Regions from separate parts of the Sus scrofa genome. Here region 1 is linked to region 2. The links are chromatin contacts, called in public HiChIP or PLAC-seq maps. All regions are on one chromosome and are shown on one strand. Each heading gives the region's core, a stretch centred on a gene start, on an enhancer-like site or on the middle of the called end of the contact. The rest is flanking DNA. Distances are from core to core; before and after follow the strand shown.

Region 1 (3,941 bases), core at 318-2,817, 130 kb after region 2:
CCCTTAAATGATTCTCTTTGGTGGGGGAGGGTATCTTATAGGCAGTAGCAACTAGCTCCTGGGGCTGTGCTGATCCCGTCTGGCATCACAGGGAGATACCTGTAAAACCAAAGAAGAATCATTTGATGCAACAGCCAACTAGGTTGACTCAAAAGTGAAGGTTAACTTGAAAGAAAAAACTAATTTAGAGAACGGCGATCCCAGAACTCATTCCAAGCAACCCATCATTAGGCCTGCGTGTGTGTGGAAGGCACAATCAGACTGATTCAGTGCAGGCATGTAGGTCCAGCGCTCCTTTCTGGGGTTCAGGGCTGAGGGCGCAGAGTCCGGCCAGTGGCCAGTACAGGATAGCCATCAAGTCCTGGGACAGTCACATCGATCCCCCTCTGGATGAGAGACTTAAGGTTCCCGTGCGTCCCACAGAGCAGTCAAGCCCCCTCCGCAGCCAGCCGTACCCCAGCAGGCAGACGTCCCCACTTACTCACACGTCCTTTCGCACTTTGGTTTACCTCAGGCCTTAAGCTACGGGTCCAGTTTTCAGGCTCTTTAAATCTCACCCTAAATGTAGCTTCCTTACTGACCGAACAAATATGTGACCTTGGACATAAGAGCTGCACACGCTCCCCAATTTCAACAGAAAAGAAAGAATGTGTCCACGTCAAGCCTGGCATTTAAATGCAAACAAGGCCAGACACCATCCCAGCCCAGCACCACTCTGCTACTCTCTCGCTCACGTACTGGGCAACCCAGCCCCCTGCTGCCCAAGCTGCCGCCCCTTGCCAGTCATGCCACTCTGGGAGCGCCAACAGCAGGAGAGCTCCCTGGTGTTGGCAAAGCCCCAGGAAGCCAAAGGGCTCTGCCAGTGCCATGGTACCCCTCCTTTTCTGAAGGTCAGGATGTGGTAGAGGGGGCAAGAGGTCAGAATGCCAGAGCAGTCTCGCTGCCACAGTGGGCATACGTCGGCCATTCCTGGCTGTTTCAAAGAGCCCATTCATTTTCTTGAAATGTGTGACAAGCACTCTTTTCATCCCACAACAAGAGCATAAACCAAATCCAGGCCACTTGCCCATTTCTGCCCCCCTAACAGCCTGTGCCCTCTGAGCCATTAAACTGGGGGACCTAGAGCCTGACAGGGCAGTGGCGGCACTTGTCTTTAAGGTTCAGAGGGACAGTGCACCAGGACCAGGGTCTCAGCAGGGTAAGCGCAATCCCCTCTGGAATCCGTTCGACTTGACCCCTTATTAAGCCTCGACTGCCATTAAGAGCACAGCGCCAAACCCTGAAGCCTCAGAACAGATTTTCTCCCTCAGTCGAGCCTTTCAGACAGGGATAACCAGCCATCACAGGCTTGCGGGGCTGCTCGGGGCTGCTTCGGGACACGTAAGATGGAAACAGAAAGCTTACTAGTAACAGCAGGAGAGGAATCGTTTCACTTGCTCCAGGCAAAACCGTTCTGCCTCACACTGCAGACACCTAGCAAAGAAAACAACCTATGTCAAAGCCTCCAGGCCACTGAGCACAACCCAAAAGCCAGGGCAGGGGAACCAGGCACACTCCTCCCAAGCCTGTTCCAAAGGCCTCTCCAATTACACGCACAAGGGAAATTCTGCCTTGGGTCCAGGGCAGCCAGCGGGGTACTGCTGCCAGCGTCTTCTTCCGGAGCTTCCTTTTCGGCCTCAAACTGAGGCTGACACTGTACCTGGTGAAGATAAATTGCAAAAAAAACCCGTTCAAGAAGAGATACAGGTTCTCACTTTTAAATTAGGCATTTAAAAAACCACCACCATCAAAAAAAAAAAAAAAAAAATTGAGAAAAGCAGGCCTGAATTTTCCATAAAACAAATCTGGGAAACCGAGTCTCAGACATCCCAGCTCCACAGAAAGGCCTTTCTGAGCGCCTTCAGACAGGGATAACTTCAATCATCACAGACTCAGCTCCCCCATCTGCCAGCCCACGGCAGACATCCAGAGAACACGCAAACTACATTTTCCTATCAAGTTCTGCTTTCTTTCCTCCGGGAACTCACCATCTTACCCACTTCATTAGCAGGTGCTTTTCCCTCAAGGGTGAAACTGTTAACTGGCGCTCGGCTGGAGCCAGTGTCCTAGATTTGACACACGGACAGCTCCTGCCCATCTAAAGCCAGGGTCTCCTTCGGCACGAAGGGTCTCGCAGCCGAGGACAGAGTGTAGATGCTCTTCCTAGTGTCAGGAGAACACCCGAGACAGCGCAGACCCCTCCTTTCAGGCTGGAGGCCTGTGCACAGAGTACCTGATGTCGAGAGCAACCGACATCGGACAAGGTCGCTGCGCCTCCACTCACCTCTGCAAAACAACCCTGCAGAGCAACCAGGTGGCTTTCAGTTCTTTAGGACAGGATTATAGACCTGCCTTAAGAACTACTTAAAATAACCAGTACTGTAATCTTGCTGTAATAAACATCCCTGAGCTAAAAATAGATCAGATCATGGAATTCCTCCATCCTCCCTCTTAAACGGCCACACACCCCTCCCGGGCTGCACTCTACACTCTAGAGCCATCTCTTCTCACGATGGCTGGAGGTGGGGACCAGGAACCTGTATGTGTTAACTCTGCAGGTGGTTCTGAGGCACAGCCAGGTTTCAAAAGCACCACGCCTCTTTTTCACAAACAAGGGTTTCAGCCCTACTGACATTCTGGGTGAGCAGCCCTTTGTAGGGGGGCTGTCTGTGGACTGCAGGACTCCTAGGGCATCTAGAGGATCCCAGCAGCACCTTCGGCCCCTGGTTGAGAACAACTGGTCTAACTAACTGGCTGTTCAATCACATTTCAATAAAACATATATTGAATAAAAATAATGGCCCCTCCCACTCACTAAAATCAATTGGATATATATCCACGGCCCATTAAAAAAAGAAAAAAAGAGTTCTTGTCGTGGTGCAGCAGAAATGAATCGACTAGGAACCTTAAGGTTTCAGGTTCGACCCCTGGCCAAGCTCAGTGGGTTAAGGATCCAGCGTTGCCGTGGCTGTGGGCTAGGCCGGCAGCTGTAGCTCCAATTCGACCCCTAACCTGGGAGCCTCCATATGCTGTGGGTGCAACCCTAAAAAGCGAAGAAAAAAAAAAAGGAAAACCTAGTTGTGTAACTGGACAAGCGAACTCACTGAGCTGCTTACCCAGGAGCAGCACGGGGAAAACAACAACTTCACACAGGGCTGTAACCGACACTGCCTGTGAGACAAGGCAATGGGGCCTTGCAGACAGTTCCGCACTCCTTCTCTCATCCGGACAGTAACAATCCCGGGAGGCTCACAGATCCCTGAAATCTGAGAGACTAATACTTAAAGGGATCATGACCCCTGCGACTCTGACAAAGAACAAAAAATAATACCACTTACACATAAGATTTCATCACGAAGATCCTTACACTCACCGTTTTCGGATGACGGTTTTCATGGGTCTTTTTTCAAGTCTAGAGCCAACATTTTAATCTGAAAGAGAAACACGGATAACACATTTCATTCCAACAGAAACAATCTTGAGATCAAAACAGGTACTTTAAAAAAGTTGAGCCTCAGCACATGAGAACTCCTCACAGAAGATGTCCTTTCAGACAGGGATAACTTTAAATCCTCCTCAGCTCAACCAGTAACATTTCTAATCTCAGCAGACCCGTCCAACTCTCCAACCCTCCCTTTCACGGACCCTGGGCGCAATAGCATTCATTCTGGTTTCAAACAGTGACACCTAGTGGCCTCAGTTACTCCGGCACAGACCGTCCTCAGGCCTGGATTCTGAGAAGGCCCCTAAGTGTCAACCCAGATTCACAGAACTGAACTTAAGAACAGAAGTGTGAGGCGGCCCCGTGGGAGAGGCCTTCACACCAGCCTCGCTTTCTCAGTTCTGGTGCCCACCCAGGTCCCGCCTGCACCCGTTCTTACTCACTTCAAGGCTCCATTCGT
Region 2 (3,512 bases), core at 38-2,537:
CTCTGCCTCTTCTAGTCGCCCCCCACCCCAGACACATGCCAGGCCTGGTGCCACGCTTCCTCTGCCTGGCCAGCCCTCCCAGCCTCGATCCCTAGAAGGGATTGCTTCTCTTCCCCTTTTAAGTCTCTGTGACCTTGGCCACCGTGGTGGATGTAAATTCCTCCCAGCACACGGTCCTCTCTGGCTTCCTTCGCAGCACTCAGTGCAGGCTGAGGTCATCTTTGATTTTGGTGCATTGTCTGCTGCGGAGGAATGTCAGCTCATGAGAACAGGCGCACCCAGAAGGTACTTGTTGAATGAATAAACTGCAATAACAACAAAAAGAAAACCCCATCGCTTCCTGCTGAGAGGCAGGTGCCGCCTGCTCATAGGACTGCCCTGGGCAGCAGCAATCATTTTTCTTTGTGCCCAGGGCCCTGTGTGTCACCTGCCTGCGTGCATCCCTAGAGCTGTGTTTTCTGCCCCAAAGAGGCAAACTGTAAGGTAGTGAGCTCCCTGATGCTGGGGGTGTTCAAACAGAGACTGGGTAGCTGGCAGTTCATCTAAGGTTTTATCACCTGGGGTTTTGTACTGGGTCGGAGCCAAGGTAGATCAGCGGCTTCTGACATATTTAAAAGCACTGGATACCTCTCTCCCTCCAGTGCATAAGGAAGCTCAGTGCAGGGAGCAGAAGCAGAACTGGTCTGGGTGGGGGTCTTGGCCCCTCTGCCCCTCCTCCCTGCAGTAGACCCTGCAGTCCGTCCACACAGCGCCAGGGCTCTCTCCACCCCGGTTAGAATAGTAACTGAGCTCCATCCTGTCCAAGTCAGACGGTGTGGTCTCAGAGGACCCTGTCCGACAGAGGAGGGAAGGGGCCCAGGGGCGAGCCTCCAAGGACAGCCCCTGTGCCCGAGGCTGTGGCCCCAAGGATGACCTCATGGCCCATGTGGTGGGTGGGAGAGGACAGCACTTGCCAGCAAACCCTTAGAGACTGACTCATGGAATCTGGAAGCAGGAGAGCTTTCAAAGCCAGGCTTCCTTGAACTGTACATAGCAACTGTCATCAGGGGGCTTTGAGCAGAAAAGCATCATCAAGTCGGCGTTTTAAGATGTCTTCAGAACGGGAGAATTGGAGGAGAATGGGGTCCAGGACATGGTGCCAGGATGAAGGCACAGAGTGACCGAGGCCAGATCAGGGAGAATTAGGGGGAGGAGGGACCCCAGACGTCTCCCAAAGGCAAGGAGAGCTTAGAAGTCAGATGGAGAGGAAGTGCCAGGCTGTCGTCAACATTCCTGGGCCATGATGAAGTGTCAAGTTGCTGTGACCGCAGAGAAAACCTGGACGCGTTGAAAGGGGCCAAGCTGGGACAAGAAGAGTTTGGTTCCTTGTCACCCGAGACATGTCCTGTCCAGCCGCACATGTGGATGGAGAGAGCTGGCCTGCTTGGAGCCTGGAGCTGTCATCTGGAGGCCAGGGGTGGCTGCCTTGTTTTGATGGTACAGGCGGAGAGAACGGCCTGGCTGTGACCTCGGCCGCCAGCCTGTCCTCCCCGCCCAGCACCGGCGCCCCGGGAGCTGGCGCCGGCTCTGCTCTGTCTGCTCGCCCCACAGCAACGCTCTGCTGTGAATGCAAAAGATGAACAGCCTCATTGCCTAATGGAATCCTTCTGGAAGGAGTGCCAGCACTGTCTATCCTGCTTCCGCCTGGGTGGAAGCAGGGAGGCAGCCCCTGTGCCTGGTCTCAGTGCCCATCTTAAGGATCTTCCCTGGAGATGGGGCAGTCCGCTGACCTGGCTGCATGGCGTGTGCTTGGGGGATTGTGCAGGCCCCCTGAGGGCTTCCTGTTGTCTCTGCTGTCGCCTGCTGCGGGGGCATGGAGGGACAGGCATCCTCATGGGAGCTGGGCCTCCCCTCTGCCTCCCTGGCGGATCCGTGATCCCCGCCCCTGGTCAGGTCCACTTTCTGGATGAACTAGAGTCGAGGGAGGGGTTGGCACAGGCCCAACAGGAGGCAGCCCAGGTGGCTGGTCACAGGATCCAATAGGTCCTGTTTGCAGGACCCAGGGCAGATTCATTTCCTTAGGCAGACAGATATCCGTCTCTCTCTCTCCATCTCCCCCCATCTCTTCTGACTTCAGCCGTGCGTCAGGCCTAGATGGGGCCAGGGCAGCCAGAAGTAGCATTGCGCTGCCCCTGGGGTGCGTACCTGGCTCCCAGGGGCTCTGAGAAGCCTCCTTCCAAGCCCCTCTTCACCCTGCTGCCCCTCCCCTCCCCTCTGCCGTCCCTCCCTCTTGGGCTCCTGGCCTTGGCGGGGCTGTCAGGAGGCCCACCTCCACCCCCTCCCCTGGTGGAAAAGCTGAATTAGAAAAGTATCCCAGTTTCACACAGCCAAGGAAACTATAAATAAAACAGCCTACGGAATGGGAGAAAATAGTTTCAAATGATGCAACTGACAAGGGCTTAATCTCCAAAATATACAAACACCTCATACAACTCACTAGCAAGAAAAACAAACAATCCGGAGTTCCTGTCTGTCATGGCTCAGCGGAAACAAATCTGACTAGGAACCATAAGGTTGCGGGTTCCATCCCTGGCTTTGCTCAGTGGGTTAAGGATCTGGCGTTGCCGTGGGCTGTGGTGTAGGCCAACAGCTACAGCTCCAATTCAACCTCTAGCCTGGGAACCTCCATGTGCTGCAGGTGTGGCCCTACAAAAAAAAAAAAAAAAAAAAAAAAAAAAAAATGGGCAGAAGACCTGAAGAGACATTTCTCCAAAGAAGACACAGACGGCCAACAGGCACATGAAAAAATGCTCAACATCACTAGTTATTAGAGAGATGCACATCAAAACTACAATGAGGTACCACCTCACATCTGTCAGAATGGCCATCATTAGTAAGTCCACAAATAACCAATGCTGGAGGGGCGTGGAGAAGAGGGAACCTTCCTTCACTGTCGGTGGGAATGTAAATTGGTACAACCGCTATGGAAAACAGTATGGAGGTACCTCAGAAAACCAACTACCACATGATCCAGCAATCCCACTCCTGGGCACGTATACAGACAAAACTTTTATTGAAAAAGATACATGCACCCCTATGTTCATTGCAACACTATTCACAAGAGCCAAGACATGGAAACAACCTAAATGTCCAATGACAGATGAATGGATTAAGAAGATATGGTACATATAGACAATGGAATACTACTCAGTCATAAAAAAAGAACAAAATAATGCCATTTGCAGCAACAGGGATGGAACTAGAGACTCTCATACTAAATCAAGTAAGTCTGAAAGGGAAAGACAAATACCATATGATATCACTTCTATCTGGAGTCTAATAAACGGCACAAGTGAACCGATCTACAGAAAAGAAACAAACTCATGGACGTAGAGAACAGACTTGTGGTTGCCAAGGGGGAGGGAGTGGGAGTTTGGGGTTAGTAGATGCAAACTATGGCATTTGGAGTGGATGAGCAATGAGATCCTGCTGCGCAGCACAGGGAACTATATCTAATCACTTGTGATGGAACA

What was found. HiChIP or PLAC-seq counts read pairs in DNA pulled down with a chosen protein or histone mark.
Region 1: a contact with region 2 is called in an H3K27ac HiChIP or PLAC-seq map of skeletal muscle. The contact joins two enhancer-like sites. A contact is called at or near these places in 1 of 47 Hi-C or Micro-C datasets (embryonic fibroblasts) and 2 of 2 datasets of contacts at active chromatin or transcription factors (alveolar macrophages and skeletal muscle).

Annotation. Positions count from the first base shown.
Region 1 is chr12:4,955,869-4,959,809 of Sscrofa11.1, forward strand. LOC100517116 (a long non-coding RNA gene) reads right to left here. Exons shown (of 5, transcript XR_299228.3): 2 at 3,925-3,941; 3 at 3,413-3,470; 4 at 1,597-1,699; 5 at 1-1,473. Among named protein-coding and RNA genes, the nearest start is that of PRCD, 19 kb to the right of the region's middle. Within about 2 kb of position 1,568, at least 7 of the 83 cell types and tissues checked have an H3K27ac peak or open chromatin away from gene starts, as enhancers often do. A contact at or near this core is called in skeletal muscle, where this site is marked.
Region 2 is chr12:4,828,989-4,832,500 of Sscrofa11.1, forward strand. All of the region lies in intron 1 of MXRA7 (matrix-remodeling-associated protein 7), which reads left to right. Among named protein-coding and RNA genes, the nearest start is that of MXRA7, 8.4 kb to the left of the region's middle. Within about 2 kb of position 1,288, at least 43 of the 83 cell types and tissues checked have an H3K27ac peak or open chromatin away from gene starts, as enhancers often do. A contact at or near this core is called in skeletal muscle, where this site is marked.